Linked DNA regions of Mus musculus: regions 1 and 2 are each linked to region 3. The links are chromatin contacts, called in public HiChIP or PLAC-seq and promoter capture Hi-C maps. All regions are on one chromosome and are shown on one strand. Each heading gives the region's core, a stretch centred on a gene start, on an enhancer-like site or on the middle of the called end of the contact. The rest is flanking DNA. Distances are from core to core; before and after follow the strand shown.

Region 1 (2,700 bases), core at 138-2,637, 250 kb before region 3:
AGCACTGACACTGCAGGTCTCAACCATTTGTAACTTTAGTTTCAGGGTACCTGGTGCCCTCTTCTTGCCTCCACAGGTAGGCATCTGGTATGTAGATGGTATACATTCAGGCCAGACAAGTGGCTCATACTTAATACAAGTACTTAGGTGGAGGCTGACACAGGAAAATGAGTTTCAGGACAGCTTGGCTTCAAAATAAGCCCTGCCTCATTCATAAATAAATAAATAAATAAATAAATAAATAACTTTCTCAAGAGGACTTCTCTCAATACTAGCAATAGTGTTTTTCCCCTCTTAGAGTTGCTTTCGGTCTCATTACCCTGAAAAGCTCTTCACTTTCTGAAGTAAGTATAATTATTGACTTATGACCTATCTCTCCCTCAACCGTAAAATAAAAATTCTGTCAGAGAAATTTTCCACATGACCAGGACAGTGTTGTGTGTGCTTTTGTTTTTGACGTAGTATGTGCTGTTGGTATTTCAATAAAATACTTGCTGGGTAACATATACAAATTTTAAAAAAAAAAATCACTGTGCTGTGGCTTCACACTGAGCTACACTAACAGTCCTACTTTCTCTCTGTAAGTGTGTGTGTGTGTGTTGTTCACAGGTATGGAGGGTTGTCCAAGAGACCAGATGACAACTTCAGGTTTGGTTCCTCAGAGCTATCCCCCTTATTTTTATTGTTTGTTTAACGCGGGATTTCCCACTGGCCCAGAAGGCTAGACTGGTGATCATCCATGGTCTTTTGGGGGTGGGGTGGGGGGTTGTTGAGACAAGGATAGCGCTGGCTGTCCTGGAATTCGCTATGTAGACCAGGCTGGCCTCGAACTCACAGAGATCCGCCTGCCTCCATGTGGCGATTAGAGGCGGGCGCCGCCGCGGTGAGGCTGGAGTTGAACGTACTTCCTCACACTACCATCGTAGCTCACACACAGCACACACCGGGCAGGGGCTTCGGCCAGTGAGGTGCTGTCAAGTGTAAAGCAGAAAGTGCAAGCAGTCACCTGCTCGGATCGACTCTTGCTTAACTTCCTCCACACAACTAATGACCAGCTTGGTGACTGAAGTCCCTCTCTTGGCTCCGCTCCCTTAATTCCCCTTTATCCGAGGGCTGCCTGAGACACTCTCAGTCCCTCCCTGCCTTTGCTTCACCTTCGGACCTCCACAGCTACAGACAGATCGGCAGCGTTAGACGCCAGGGCCGCTCTCCCCGCGCTGCCCACACTTTGCAGCCGAACACGTGCGAGTCGTGTGTACAGCGCTCGCCCAACCTTCCACTCAAGCCACGCTCACAGCAAGCCCCGCCCCTAGGCCCTGGTCCAACTCAGCCCCACGAGTCGCGCCCTCGCCCCCACTTCTCGCGAGAAGTGAACACGCCTGGCCGGACGGGAGGAAAGTATCTGCTCCGCTGAGGGGGGAAAGGAGGAGCAGGAGACAGATTGTGGGACCGAGCGCGGGCGGGCGGGAGGCGCCGGAGCTACCAGCGGGTGAGTCCTGTTAACATTAGCTAGTCCGTGGCCTGACAGGAGTCTCTCCTTCTACTCTGGCCAGTCCCAGCGTCCCGGGCCGGGGTCTCCCCTCCCAGTCTGTTGGACGGGGGCGCTGAGGCGGTGGCCAGGCCTGTCTGAGGAAGAGGGTGGGGCGTAGGCTAAAGACAACCAATAGGAGAGAAGGAAGCCACAATTGGCGGCCATGAGCGCTAATGGGAGATCGCCTTTACCTTGCGGAGTGCCGCCCTCTTCTCTTCTCCCGCCTCCTTCCTTTTGGAGGAAGGCGGGGCCAGAGGACTGAAGTGTGGGGAGAACTTGGGGTAAGTAGCCCCGGGGGGCACAGGGCGTGGCGAGGAAAGGGGGGTTGAATCCTGAGGGAAGCGAAGTCTAGTGGAAGTCTAATGGAGGGATCTTGGAGTGGAAGATAGAGGAGGACTGCTAAACTAGGTTGAAGACTCAAAAGATTTCCCAAAAAGTGGGTTTAGGGCTTGGCACTGCAGAAGGCAGAGGTAAATAGGCAGGAGGTAGGTTTGGGTGACGAGAGCCTGGCTCAGGTGAAAGCACGCGTTGTGTGGTCGAAGTGGAGCATTGGGAAACGGGGGTCCTGGCGTTTCGATTGAATTCAGAAGAATCTGAGCAAGAGACACGGTGTCAGAAAGTATGGATCTGGACAGATTAAGTGGATGAGTTTAGGAGGACATGTGAGTGGGTTGGGTTGCTAGAAGGCATCGCTTCGGTGATAATATGGAAATCCAGAGGGTAAGGGGGGATATTTGGAGAAGAGACAGCGACTGACATACAGTCTGGTTCTTTCTTCAGTCGGGAGACCGCCAGGATACTGCTTAGTGTTTTTTGGTGGATATGGCACCCAGACTGGTGACCAGCCAGCCAAAATGCTGGCCCGGGGGTTGAGAAGAAGAAAAGTAGGGCGCTACTCTGATTGTCATTTTTCCAGTGTTCCACTTTCCAAGTTTCATTTCTTTCAGAACACAGGGATGTGGGCCTGGGACTTCGCAGTCCAAGTTGGAGACCCGTTGGGACTTCTATGTTGCTCTGAAATGCTTATTATGTGCACTCACTGGGGTGTTTACTACCCAGGGCACCTCCTACCCAGATTCCCGTGTTACTACTTTCCTAACTTTGTTTTCTGCTTAGCAGAGGGTGTTTTAATATCTCTCAGGGTTCATATGAAGTATAGGTTTGTGGAG
Region 2 (2,809 bases), core at 130-2,629, 170 kb before region 3:
TTTCCATGTTCAAGAGAATGTCAAGGTTTTATAGTGCTACTCTATACCGTCCCCAATGAGAAGACTGTAAAAAACATTCTCTGATTGTACAAGGAAGGCCAATAGGCAAAGGGTCAAGGCTGTGATATTTAGGGGCTGGAGAGATGACTCAGTGGTTAAGAACACAGAGGTCCTGAGTTCAATTCCCACAACCACATGGTGGCTCTAACCATCTGTAATGGGATATGATGCCCTCTTCTGGTGTGTCTGAAGACAATGTTTTTGTATATATTCATATATAAAATAAATAAATCCTTTAAAAAATATATTGTGATATTTCATTTCTCCTGCAGATCTCCTACTGGCTCCCTCCCTCTCGTCATGCATCTTGCTAATGGACAGACCATGCCTATGTTGCCAGGGCCTCCAGTACAGATGCCTTCTGTTATTTCGGTGAGCTTTGTAGTTGAGCAGCCAAACCTACCAGCACACCGATTCCTCCTTTCCACCTGAATGATCATAACCCCAAGACCCCAGGGATATGTGGGCCTGGACTGTATTAGTTGTGTGTGGCAATGTGCCCAAACTCTTCACTAACCTCTGCCAGTGCAACACTGTGAAGCACTAGACAAAGCTTCATCTGGACAGTTGGCTCCTAGTCAAGGAGTTGATCTTGCCAACCTGCTGACTGGTTGACTTCACTCACCCCATAGCTTCTCCTGCACTGCTTACCCCTTTCCTGAAGATACACTCTCAGTCTTTCCCACAGAAAAGGACTGCAGAATGAGGTTCCTTACTCTGTGGTACTCCTTAGGAAAGATGATTTCCCAGGCTATCCCTGCTTGTCTTGTGAGCAGGTTACACAGAACAGACCCTGACATACCAATCTCAAAAACACTTGATTTGGGGAAAACAAATGCTACCATATCTCCTGGTTTTGATCCTTCTCTTGATTTAGCTGGCCAGACCTGTGTCCATGGTGCCCAACATTCCTGGTATACCTGGCCCACCGGTTAACAACAGTGGCTCCATTTCTCCCTCTGGCCACCCTATGCCGTCAGAAGCCAAAATGGTGAGTATACCCTAGTCTGGAGTACTTCTAATTGTTGGCCTTCTAGAAGAAGTAATAACAGTCTAGATTTTTCAAGTGAACCAAGCAAAGGAACCTTCTGAGGTTTGCATAGCTAAAGATATTCTGCTGTGGGGTTGGAAAAGACCCTGATTTCTAAGTCTCCTGTCCCCACCCTTACAGCCTGGCACAGGCCATGGCACAGGAAGAAGCAGCACAGATTGTTTGGAATGGAACACTTGCTATTTCAGTTCCAGGACAACAGATGGAGGGGGTGAGTGGGCAGGGGAGCTGGCCAAGTGGTGAATAGCTGCGTAACTAGCATCTGGCCAGGTTCCAGGAGAGAGCTTTCATGTGGGACCTATTGCTTCCACAAGCCCCAGTCCCCAGCTGTGCCCAGGATAATAGTCAGGGAACAAGAGTAGGCATTTCAGGGATCCAGGTGGGCACTTTTCTCTTCCTGTCATTTTCTTTTAGTTCCCTGTTAAGAAAAACTTGGGGCAAGAATTTTAATTATAAGATCAGTAATACAATCAGTTCATCCTTCCTATCCTTGACAGAACCTCACTCTTGCCTTCTTAAATAATCTTTCCACATAGAGACTAAAAGCCACGCTGACCCATCAAGTTTCTTCAATCAATGGAGGTTGTGGAATGGTGGTGGGTACTGCAAGCACCATGGTGACTGCCCGTCCAGAGCAAAACCAGATCCTCATCCAGCACCCAGATGCCCCATCCCCTGCCCAGCCACAGGTCAGTTGTGCCCTTGGACGAGCACTGCAGGTGTGCTGCCCCTACTCTTTATGTTATATCTGTTTTTCAAGAATCATGAGATGGGAAAAGAATAAATTTAGCTTTTGGGGTAACCAGCTATTTGGTAGATTGACTACAGCAAAACAAACTATTCATTATCTACCTTCATGTTAGGCATAAATGCAAACAGCTTGAATTATGCAGAGCTTTTGCAGAAGAGGCCTCTGTATCTCCTGCTTATCTGTTAAGTCATAACAAAAAAGTTATCACGGGGCTGATGAGATGGCTCAGTGGTTAAGAGTGCCGACTGCTCTTCCAAAGGTCCTGAGTTCAAATCCCAGCAACCACATGGTGTCTCACAGCCATCTGTAATGAAATCTGATGCCCTCTTCTGGAGTGTCTGAAGACAGTTACAGTGTACTTACATATAATAAATAAATAAATTTAAAAAAAAAACAATCTTTAAAAAAAAAAGTTATCAGTCACCGGATTAGAGTTTATGGCATAAGACTCATAAGAATATATTAGGGGCTAGAGAAATGACTTAGCAGTTCAGATCTGCTCTTCAGATTTGAATTGAACTGCAGAGGTCCTGAGTTCAATTTCACAGCAACCACATGGTGGCTCATAACCATCAATAATGTAGTCTGATGCTCTCTTCTGGTACTCATACATAAATAAATAAATCTTAGGGAAAAAAAGAATATATTGATACTGGGACTGGAGAGATGGCTCAGCAGTTAAGAGCACTGGCTGTTCGTCCAAAGGACCTGAGTTCAGTTCCCAGCATGGCAGCTCACTACTGTCTATAACTGTAGTCCCATGGGATCCCATAACTTATTTTTTTGTTTGTTTGTTTGTTTCTCATTATGGATGGTTGTGAGCCACCATGTGGTTGCTGGGATTTAGACTCATGACCTCTGGAAAAGCAGTCAGTGCTCTTAACCGCTGGCCATCTCACCAGCCCCCATAACTTCTTCTGATGTACATGTAGACAAAACACCCATAT
Region 3 (2,700 bases), core at 92-2,591:
CCATGAATGCCAGCTGGGACCAGGATACCTGGGTATTGCCTGAAAATGACTTGGCTTGGTGAGGGGCTAAAGAGTCAGCCCCTCTCCTCTCCGCATTGAAGGGGCTTTGAAGCTCATGTCCAGGACTGGGAGGGATGCCTAATTGGGATAATGGAGGTTAATGGGGCGCCTGGAGGGGGTGGCCACGCTTCTAGATCAAAGAAGCCAGCTCTTCCCAACCACCACAGCTGGAGGTCACAGCTGGAGGGGGAGGGGCAGGGACTCAGAGCCAGCCAGCAGGGGGTGCTCTGGCCTCGGAATGCTTGTCCTCTGGCGTCTCAGGCTCCTTCTTCGATCTGCTTTTGCCCGAGAACGCTTATCCTGAGGTTCTGAGTCCTCTTTTTTGGGTGCTGGGGAAGAGGGAAAGGTCAACAGGATGTCAACTTCCTCAGGTTGTTGCAGGGTCCCAAAGCACTAGCTTTAGATCCAGTTTGGAGAAAGCCAAGGCTGGGAGGCTAAGTTTATAAGGGAGGCAGAGAAAGACCCGACTTGGCATTGGGGGTGTTGGCTAGGATGGAGGCCAAGGGGCACCAGCGCTTCCCCGCCATCGCCCCCCTCCCCGGGGTTGGCGCTCCCTCTCGGGCTCTAATCGGCGCGGCGGCCGCAGCGGGCAGAGTCAGCGCCGCCAGTCTCCGGGACGCGACTCCCAGCAATTGTGGTCGGGACCGCAGATATGCAGCTGCCTCCTGCCCGGGCGCCTGGCCCGGCCGGCCCCGCCTGCGCCCCGCCCCGCCCCCAGCCGGCCCGCCCCTTGCCTGCCAGCAGCACCGGGACACTGAGGCATGCAAGAGGTCCCAGGTGGCCAGCGTAAGCGGTGGAGATGCCCCAGCCCAGACCTCACTATGTTCATTGTCCCTCTGCCCGCTCTGTTTCTCAGCTTTAGCTGGAGGCTTATACTTTCACTGTACGCCTTGCTTCGAGCCTCCTCTTGGAAAAAGTCGAACAGTGCTTTGATGCTTTGAAATGCAGGGGAGGGGAGGGATGTCTGACTGAGATGGAGGAGGAGGGTGGAGATGGGCGCGATGGCGGACTCTCATTGACAAGGGCAGCGGGGAAAGTTTCTAAGTAGAGGAGAAAAGGACGGAATGGGAGAAGCAGGGGCGAGTGTCAAAGGGTAGGAAAATAGTTCTTTAGAGGCACCCCAGCCATTCAGGGGCTTCCTGCTAGAATGCTGAGAGAAAACGCTCAGATACTGCACTGGCCCCTTCCTCAATGCTGAGCAGAGCCACTGACTATCCAGAGCTATTCTCAGCACTGAACTTTAAAACCTGCATGCCTGCTCATTTTTCCTGTGAGGCTGGCTCTCCTTTCCACCCCGTACACTTTGACCTCTGGCTTGGTGTGATGACACCAATTGCCATCCTCATCTCCAGTTTTGTCCTCCAGCAACCTGTGATGAACTAACACGTATCATGTATGAAGCAAGTACTAAGCGGTGGATACTGTTTATAGTTAAGGGATAGAGGTGTAGTCCAGTGGTAGTTATAAGTGTAGTCTGGTAGTAGTTATAAGTGTAGTCTGGTAGTAGTTATAGGTGTAGTTTAGTTATATTATAGGTGTAGTCCAGTGGTAGTTATAGGTGTAGTTTAGTGGTAGAGCGCTTATGTAGTTTGTGTGAGACCCTGTGATTGATGTCTAGCATCGAGTGGGTGGTCCAGCATACATTTCTAATTTTTGTGGGTTTTAAAAAATTAGCCAGGCCGTAGTGGCCCATACCTTTAGCCCCAGAGCTCAAAGGCAGAGGCAGGAAGATCTCTGTGAGTTTGAAGCCAACCTGGTCTACAGAGTGAGTTCCAGGACAGCCAGGGCTCACAGTGAAACCCTTTCTCAAAAAACCAAATAAACCAAATTGCTTTTGAGTGTGTGTGTGTGTGTGTGTGTGTGTGTATGTGTGTGTGTGTCACAATGCATATGTGGTGGAGGTCAGGAGTCAGTGCTATCCTTTTACCTTGTAGGTCACAGGGATAGAATTCAGGTCCCCTGGCACGATGGCAGGTATCTTTACCCACTGAGCACTGTGCACAGTTTCAAATCATTATAACAACCTTGAGAGATGACTGTCTTGTTTCTCCTTTCTACAGAAGAGGAATCCTAGGTTAAACAGTTTGCCCAAGCTTGCACCATACTAAATGGCTGACAGACACAGAACTGTCGGGCTCTAAGACCCCCTTTCATGCTCATCTTTGCAGCCAGGGCTATCTTTTTAATATACAAACATTTCTATATGTTGTCCTGGGGATTAAGGTCACATACCTTGCATAGCTGATGAGACATTTCCCACCCCCACTTTCTCTCTCATGTTCTGGGGTGGAACTCCTGGGATCTATGCTTGTGAAACACTCTACCACTGTCTACAGAATCCAACCCCCACATCCCCTTTGTGTGTGTGGCAGAGCTTCACTAAATTGCCTATGCTGGCCGTGGGCTCTTGAGTAGCCCGCAGTCTCTGGAGTAGCTGGGAATACAGGCCCATTCCACGAGGCCTGGTTCAGCCTTCACCCTATGCTCCAGTCATATGCACAGAGGTGCTAACTCTTCTTACCCTGGAACAATGTGCATTTGCAATATTTCTATTTTGTTGTTGTTTTCTTGGAGGACGGAATGTCGGGATATAGCTGCCTGACCTGGAATTCACAATTCTCTTGCCTTTCTGCCTTCTGT

The links. Promoter capture Hi-C pulls out the DNA fragments that hold promoters and counts their contacts. HiChIP or PLAC-seq counts read pairs in DNA pulled down with a chosen protein or histone mark.
Region 1: a FOXA1 HiChIP or PLAC-seq map of pancreatic cancer cells shows a contact between it and region 3. The contact joins the promoter of Atf7 here to the enhancer-like site in region 3. A contact is called at or near these places in 8 of 39 promoter capture datasets (the C10 cell line, cranial neural crest, fetal liver and 4 more), 1 of 115 datasets of contacts at active chromatin or transcription factors (pancreatic cancer cells) and 3 of 9 other capture datasets (adipose tissue, liver and pancreatic islet).
Region 2: a contact with region 3 is called in a promoter capture Hi-C map of neural stem cells. The contact joins two enhancer-like sites. A contact is called at or near these places in 5 of 39 promoter capture datasets (the HPC-7 cell line, cranial neural crest, neural stem cells and 2 more), 4 of 484 Hi-C or Micro-C datasets (CD4 T cells, the CH12 cell line, the G1E-ER4 cell line and 1 more) and 1 of 9 other capture datasets (liver).

What each region holds. Positions count from the first base shown.
Region 1 is chr15:102,624,151-102,626,850 of GRCm38.p6, reverse strand. Atf7 (activating transcription factor 7) reads left to right here and starts at 1,387. Exons shown (of 12, transcript NM_001310067.1): 1 at 1,387-1,489.
Region 2 is chr15:102,545,396-102,548,204 of GRCm38.p6, reverse strand. It overlaps Atf7 (activating transcription factor 7), which reads left to right. Exons shown (of 12, transcript NM_001310067.1): 7 at 333-432; 8 at 938-1,051; 9 at 1,648-1,800. Among named protein-coding and RNA genes, the nearest start is that of Npff, 22 kb to the right of the region's middle. Within about 2 kb of position 1,379, at least 45 of the 459 cell types and tissues checked have an H3K27ac peak or open chromatin away from gene starts, as enhancers often do. A contact at or near this core is called in cortical neurons and neural stem cells, where this site is marked.
Region 3 is chr15:102,374,957-102,377,656 of GRCm38.p6, reverse strand. No RefSeq gene overlaps it. Among named protein-coding and RNA genes, the nearest start is that of Sp7, 10 kb to the right of the region's middle. Within about 2 kb of position 1,341, at least 222 of the 459 cell types and tissues checked have an H3K27ac peak or open chromatin away from gene starts, as enhancers often do. A contact at or near this core is called in adipose tissue, cortical neurons, fetal liver and 6 more, where this site is marked.